Regions from separate parts of the Zea mays genome. Here region 2 is linked to region 1. The links are chromatin contacts, called in public Hi-C maps. All regions are on one chromosome and are shown on one strand. Each heading gives the region's core, a stretch centred on a gene start, on an enhancer-like site or on the middle of the called end of the contact. The rest is flanking DNA. Distances are from core to core; before and after follow the strand shown.

Region 1 (3,975 bases), core at 589-3,088:
CCGGTGAGCGCGTAGAGGGCATGCATGGCCCGGGTGTTTCGCTGGCTACTGTGGTACGATGACGTGGCCAACGTTCGCTATTTCTCCTCGGGCTCAAGACAAAAGCGCCTTTGCATTGGCAAGAGCACACTACGTACATATCGCCGCGGGAAGCCAGTGCAACAACAACAATAACAAAATTTCACCAACTTCTTTGGGTTCATATTCAGTTTATAATAGCCAAATTAAAGCGGCTGTTTTTAGATGCAGTGGTACAAAAGCAAGTACAATAATTGTCTTATAACCAACTCATTCAGCGTTTTTACTAATAATGTACAAAGGAGAAGAACTCACGTACTGCATATATTTTGAAATACAAATCCTTTTAGTTTATTTAGGTATATAGTTTTTGTCATACACTTAGATATAATAGTATATATTGTGTAGATACACAATAAAAGTAACTTATCTTGAAAAGCTAAAACATTCCTATAGTTTGAAAATAAAGGAAGTACAAGATAACTATCGGACAAAACCTAGCTCTTTTAGACATGTCCTATAGTCGAGCACTTAACTCTGTTATTCACATGCATTTGCACGTAGAGGTGGTAATGGATCATGGCCCTAATGCTTGCTTCACAAACCAACAAAGCCCTTAATTTTATTAGTTCAAAATTGAATTGGTTTATGATCCGGCCCTAACTTGACTCGATCCTTAAAGTTGCTAGGCTAAATTAAATGGCCCGTTACCACCCCTATTTGCACGTGATTGGATGTCTCCTCCTCGACAACCAGCCTCTATGCGTGTGTTGACTGCACAACAACATCTGATTGGATGTCTACTTATGGTTGGCCGTGCCTGGATATGAAGATGCAGGGTAGGCTAAACCAAGGGCGTGTTTGCCGTCATGGCCCAGCAGCCTGGCTGCGCTCCTGGACTGCAGCTCCCGTGTTTGCGTTGTCTGGCTTGCTCAGGAGCCAGACTGTGCGCGTGTAAATTTAGCCTCTCAGCCTGGCTCCACAGAAACGAGCTCAAGGTCCGTTTCCTGGGAACCTGGCTGCTCGTGGCGCAAGGATTCCGCGTTTGGGTTGTTTTGGTCTTTTAGCCCGGCTGCATATTGGGTGACAAACACCAGCTCGTTTGAGCCAGGCTTATATGGTACAAGTAAGCAAACAAAGTGAGTTGTAGTAGTAGTTGGGACAGGCTAGCCTTAGTCTGGACCAATTGAACGGGCCGAGCTGGCGAGGGAGAAGGTCACAACTCACAAACACGCCCCCAAATGTCTTAGGTTGTACGTGTAGAGACGCAGAAAAGTCACGCTTGTAGCAACAGTCAACTGACAAACACGCCCCAGTTGAACGCTTGTTTTTCAGAGTGGGTTCAGTTACTTGTGTAAAGATGTTACTTACTTCTTAGTAAAAAGAAGAAGAAGAAGAAGAAAAGTTCCAGATCTTATTAACCTTTTTAAAAATATATATTTATTCGCTATAATGAAAAATGGCTGCAGAATCCATGTCATGGCTGTTCTTCGTCGTATCGTTTAGTTGACAACAGTGAAAGGTTTCCACGTGTTCCAGAAAGAATCGCCACACCAGAGCACAACGAGACCTGGTTCCTGTAAGCAAAACGGTGCCATTCGCGCTTGTCTTGTCCGTAATTCTGAACGCCTCGAACAGGGAGGACAGACGCACACGACCCGGAACCCAATGGTCCATGTTCTGAAGGCGAAAGGGTGCACGTGGGCAACCGATGTGACCTTACGCGAGACGCCTGCCAATCGATCAGGGCAGGGCGGCAGGCGGTCCATGCCTGACGGCACGTGGGGCCGTGGCGCAGGCGCAGCAGCCTCCACCAAAGAAAGAACATGGGGCGATCGCCCACGCACGCGTGCCTCAGCCAGCCCGCACTCTCCCGTGGAACTGCTAGCAATACAGTCCCCACTCCACGCACTCCTACGTGGCCGTCGGACGAATCTGATGGCGTCGCGTCCATGTCGTGATCACGGACGGCATCACGCTCGCCCGCGCAATCTCCATGCGGATCCGGGAGCCTGGCCGTGCGCAAGTGCAACCCCGCCGGCCGCTGGCGCTGGGGCGCCGATGCATTCTGCCCGGGAGCAGCTGGTTGTGCGCCCGTGACCTCTCTACTCCTGTCCTGTACAGTACACGGTCGTATTACTCTTTACTGACTATGGTAACAAACCATTAAAGTCCCGTTTAGATCTTTGGATTTAAATTTCATTCTAACAATGATCCGTTTGAATATTGATATTGAAAATGTTAGAATTGAATTAGATGCAATACTAAATCTATCTAGTATTGAAAATGAGTTTCAATATAAATCTGTTATTTGGAAGTATCTGGAGTTACAATTCCGTCCAATACCTAGAGTCTTGGTTGAATTGTGAGATACACTTTTTAGTTAAAGTCCAATTCCAAAGAATTGAGCTTTAACTCTAGCTCTAAATTCATTAGCCAAATCGAACAAACACAATTCATAATTACTGGCTCCAATTCCCGATTCCAGTCTTAAATATCTACATCCAAACGAGACACAATAGTAATTTGGGAACATATCAATTAAGGTAATATAGTTTTATACAAAATATGTTTGTATACTATTATTAAGCAAGATGCCGGAGGTATTTATATGCTACATTTTTATTGTAGAGGAGTGAGTCGAAGAGCGTCATATAAGTTGCAGAGTAGAAACATATTCTACCAATACATAAAATCATTTCTCATCCCCACACCCTATGAATTTGAGATAGGCTTATATCTAAATTTTGGAAAGTAGTGGACTGTCAAAATCCAAGCCAAATAGGTTACTTTATTAAGTAAATTCCAATTCCTCCAAAATAAATGGATCCAAACGCCCGTAAAAGAAAACAGGAGTGCAGAGCGTCGCCTCCTTCCTACCAAATCGCTCACAACGCAAACGATTGATCTAGCGCTAGTTCCCCACATCCTGTCATCGCACGCGCGCGTTATAGCGAGGCTAATAGTATCGTTGATTGCCAACGGTAAAGATCTTTGTAGGATATCTTTTATCTCATCTGTATGGTAGTTAGCTGAGCTCTTCACTATTAATATATAACCCACTTGTCTTTCTTATAAAGTTTCTTTTTTTCTAAGCCGAGTGTAAGTTTACAATCTGGTTCTCTTCTCTCTCCTCTTATCTAATTATTTAGTCGGCTTATTGTTTATTGCTACACTTGCTTTTAGGGTTTGTTTGGTTCCCTTCTTTAGTTAGATTAGGTTGTATTTGGTCATCGCTAGCTAGGCTGTGGCCAGTGAATGGTTTGGTTGCTTTGCTCTATAGCGTCGAGATCTTGAGAACAATTGTTTGGTTGCCCATTCTCTAATATGTGGTTGCACGCGCTGTCTTTCAGCGGGGCCATTAGGTGCGCCTGTTCACGCCTACGGGAGCCTGGCTCCAGAGAAACGAAAACAAAATTTGTTTCCTGATACCAGACTCATCGGCGTTGCTTACATGTGGGCAACGTGGTTTTGGTGCTCGTTCAGCCACCCAATCAGTGACGAAGAGCTCGTTATGGCCAACTATGGTTCGCGTCATACCTAAGCACCTCGACATGGCCCAGAAGATCAACCCTAACTGGATAACTTCCCTACCAAGCCCAAGGGCATGATATGTATATTTTAGATTACCTCATTGTTATGACAATATAATTAATCAAAAGAGTTAATGCACCTACATGTAGAAAGGACTTGTAAAAGTTCCTAGGAAAGGTGAACTACGTACTTGAGGAGATTTATTGTGAACTTGTCTAGGAAAAGTATTCATTTTACCCCTATACTCTGGTTGAGAGATGAACTTAAATTTACATGGGGACAAAACAACAAGAGGCATTTGAGAAGATATTGGAATATTTGTCAACACCACCACTTCTTCGTGCACCTAGAAGAGTTTCTTTTAAATTATATGTTGTTGCTAAAGAGAAGATCACTAATGTTGTTTTGACTCAAGAATATGAA
Region 2 (3,975 bases), core at 630-3,129, 130 kb before region 1:
ACAGAACACAATACAGAATACAGAAGTAAATATGACTATCACTGAATCTAGGGCCTTGCGTTGCGCGCCGAGGAAGACAAATTGGGGCCAAGGTTTTTTAATACATCGACTGTCACTGAATCTGTGCACCGGTGATCAACTTACCAGGAGGCAAGAGCCTTGTGCAGTGCGTCGACGCCAATGATCAAAACCCAAGAGCCAGGAGGACAGAGAACGACAACAGGAGAAGAGAAGAAATTAGAGATAGAGAACCAGAACTGCAGAAGGAAGGAGATGAAGACGCCAAGAATCGAGGAGATTAGACACAAACCGTCGTGTGCAAGGGTATATCACGACGGCGCCTCTGACGGTTCAGCTCCTGTAGCCGGACCGCCCGCCAAAAAAGGCCTACAAATTTTTTACATCATACAAACCCTAGTCGCTAAGTACTGTCTGATCGAGCGATTTATCGGGCCTAGTCGGACGACTAGGTCGACTAGAACACCTAATCGGGTCGGGTTCCCTAATCGCTTACCCTAAACCGACCAGCCCGACTAATCGCGATTAGTCGAACGACTTGAAATCAGAGGTGCTACGTCACAATCATTACTCCTCTTGTAAACCGTCGTCTAAGGATGGCGTTCTGTAAACACTCCACATCATAGTGAATGTTTCGTCTGCTGGTGCCTGTGGTTTTTCCCTTCGCGTTGAAGGGTTTTCTACGTAAATATGTGTGTCGTGCTCTGTGGTTTGTTGGTTGATCTACTTCGTTTTGTCTGCCGGTTTTGCTAACATAATCCATAGAGACAAAACAATGTAGAAGTAGTAGAAGCCGCTACGGACTAAAGCCAACCGAACAAGATGATAATTATATATCTTGTAAAGGAACTAAAGCATGCATAGTTATTTAAGTTAGATGCGAGTGGTTGAGATAAAAAGGAGAAACAATGAATGAGAGAGCATATTACCCTTTGCCGCCCAAAGAAGCAACCATCTGGTTCAATAGAGCCGAAGAAATCAAGCTTGAGTAGGCACCCTTTAAGTCTGTCATAGTACAAACCCCTGATGGGGAAGGTGCGGTCATACTCGTACTGCAAGCAACTCTCCGGATACTTCAACTGCAGAAAACATCAGGTCCGCTCAGAAACCACAAGGGCAGCATTCAGTCATCCATGCAAAGATGTGATGACACCCAAGAAAGAGAGGAACCAAACCTCATTGACCAAGTGCCTTTTGGCAAGATCGTAGATAAGGCATTGCAGGTGCTCGGAGTAGTGCGACAGCGTGTAGTCGTAGTCGAAGCCGTAGACCTGGAGGTCGTCCAGCTTGACGTTCTTGTTGACGTAAATGCCTGAAACCCGCGACAGCGTCCCAACGCTAGGCCAGCAATGTTAAGAGACTGAAGAACCGATCTGTAAAGCAAGACTGTAGGAGGATAGGGAAGCGAATGGGCAATCGAGATTCCCTTTTCCCGACCTTGCGGATTCATCTTGGGCATGTCCTTGATGGCGGCGGGAATGCTGAGGTAGTTGCGCTTGGCGTCATCGAACTCGCGGCGGATGCGCTCGATCTCGTCCTCGCCGGCGCCGGACCGCAGCGTGGTGGAGAGCGTGCAGAGCGCGCGCAGGTCTGTAGGGAGAAACGACAGCCCCAATGTCAAGGGAGACACGGTCAGCAGTCAACCCCATTCCGCAGCGGCATTCCGTCGAACGGCTCTAGTGCAACAACCTCCCAAGGACCGCAGCGCCGTCGCAGAGAGCGCCGGCGACAGGAGACCGTAGCGGTCGAGGAGGCGGAGGCGAGCCAACGCCATTGGGGCCTGCCTCGAGTTTGTCGGTCTGCCGGTCGGTCGCCGACGTGAAGGTGAGGGACGGGCGCAGGAAACGGCTGTTTTTCCTAGGCGCCCACGGGAAAAGGTCGCGCTCGCGGTTGCACTTGCACTTGCACACTTAGGCCCTGTTTGGGAACAAAGTTTTTGAAAACCACAGTTTTTGAAATACTATACTATACTTTAGTTATGACAATACCGTAGTTTATAATACCGCAGTTTTGAAAACTGAGGTCCAGAGCTAAGTTTAGAATGCCTTAAAACAACTATAGTATTTGCAATACTTCAGTTTTGAAAACAGAGATTTTACCCAGCTTGCCAAACACCATTATGTATATAATACTGCAGTATTTGAGAATACTGCAGTATTCTTCCAAAACTGCAGAAAAACTTTGTTCCCAAACACCCCCTTACATTACACGGGAGAAGGCTGACTGCGGCCTGCGGGAGAGGGACGTGTCCTAACGTGTGGGGCCACATGTACGTCCCGCCCAGTGGAGCTCTGCTTTGTGGAACGGTGGGGCGCGCGGCTTCCTTTTGCTCGATACACGATGTCTGAACTGCTGTGACCATCACTGACGTGTGGAGCCACATGTACGTCCCGCCCAGTGGAGCTCGTGGGCTGGTGGCCTGGTGGGGCGTGGGTAGGGCTGGTACATATTATCTACGTAACAATTGATGAACATGTTATATGTATGTGTGATGTCTATGACTCATGAGTTAAACTAATGATTGATGAACTGTGTTTATGTGTTAAATTAACCTATGCAAATATAACTGTGAGTTAAACTAATGAACATATGTATGGATAGTGAATTTGAGTGATGAGTTGTGTTAATTTAGTATTACATTGTTGTGCTCTGTGAAATTATAAGTATAATTACTATTTTATATTATTAAATTAGTTTGAAATTAACTAGAAATTGATTAATATATACATATTGTTTTTCTACTATAACTCACGAGCTAAACTAGCCAAACCGAGTTGATTCTGTGACTCGTTAGCTTAACAAGCCAGTTCAAACTCGGACGAGTCGAGCCTGACTGGATATCCAGCCCAAGGCGTGCGGCCTCCTTTTGCTAGATCCATGAAACCTAAACTGTTGTGACAGGGGCAGTGGCATGGCACCCGTAGAAAAGAAGACGACGATGAGCGAACGGGGCCCGGCCTCCAGGATCGGGAGAAGTGGAGATCCTGGTGTTAGTTGGGGTAAACCTAGCGGCCCATCTCTGCACGTCCCGATCCAACCAAAATGACGGGCTCTCGTTTCCGTTGTGCATATGCAGGCTTTTTGCTAGATCCATGAAGCCTAAACTGTTGTGACCACGCAAGCAGGGGCAGTGGCATGGCGCCTGTAGAAAAGAAGACGACGCTGAGCGAACGGGGCCGGCCTACGGGATCGGGAGATCCTGGTGTTAGTTGGGGTAAACCTGGCGTCCCATCTCCGCACATCCCGATCCAACCAAAATGATAGGCTCTTGTTTTCGTTGTGCGCGTATTCCATAGACTCGAACACCATCCATCATGTGCAGGGTGTTGAGAACTACGTTACCACGGATCACCAGATCCGCACCCTTCCCTCCCGTCAGTAGATTAGGCGCGAGAAGTCGTGGAAGACTCGTATCCCTTCCCAGAAGCACGACAGTGAAACACACGAGACACAGGATGTAGGGTTGGGCCTCTGGCCTCTTTCTCTTCTCTGTATTATGAGGGGGTGTACAGGTTCCTTATATAGAGATGTGAGACCCCTCAGGGGCAAAGCAGGTATTTGCCCACATAACCCTAACTAGGGTTACTTAACACTCCCCCTTGGGCGAATACCGCGACCAACACATGCCTCGTTAAAACTCCGAAAAACCCAGTGGGAAAATGTGGAGAAAGAGTGCATGGTGATACAAATTGCATTTGCACTTTGTTGCCTCGTTAAAAACCTCATGTGAGAAACTTCAAGAAAACTCACCAAGGGAAAAAGAGTACAACAACTGTCATCGGGACAGATTTCGATCCTCTGGGATCTAGATTCTATCGAATCTTCTACAAGGGCTAACTTTTAGAAATGTGCTCCCCCTGATCCTTGCAAAACCGTATCAATAAGGCAAAACATCTTCTTCTGGAAGTATATGCACCTAAAGATTTAGCAAACAGATTGCATATCTTTGCAAGGACT

What was found. Hi-C and Micro-C count contacts between places; a contact is called where the count stands out from the background.
Region 2: a Hi-C map of ear shows a contact between it and region 1, with 2.0 times the contacts expected there. The contact joins the promoter of LOC100384794 here to the enhancer-like site in region 1. A contact is called at or near these places in 4 of 25 Hi-C or Micro-C datasets (bundle sheath, ear, leaf and 1 more).

Annotation. Positions count from the first base shown.
Region 1 is chr7:123,323,829-123,327,803 of Zm-B73-REFERENCE-NAM-5.0, reverse strand. No RefSeq gene overlaps it. Among protein-coding and RNA genes, the nearest start is that of TRNAK-UUU, 3.2 kb to the left of the region's middle. Within about 2 kb of position 1,838, at least 15 of the 20 cell types and tissues checked have an H3K27ac peak or open chromatin away from gene starts, as enhancers often do. A contact at or near this core is called in bundle sheath, ear, leaf and 1 more, where this site is marked.
Region 2 is chr7:123,449,114-123,453,088 of Zm-B73-REFERENCE-NAM-5.0, reverse strand. It overlaps LOC100384794, which reads right to left and starts at 1,879. Exons shown (of 13, transcript NM_001177240.2): 1 at 1,708-1,879; 2 at 1,456-1,608; 3 at 1,194-1,330; 4 at 948-1,097. The coding sequence starts at 1,792.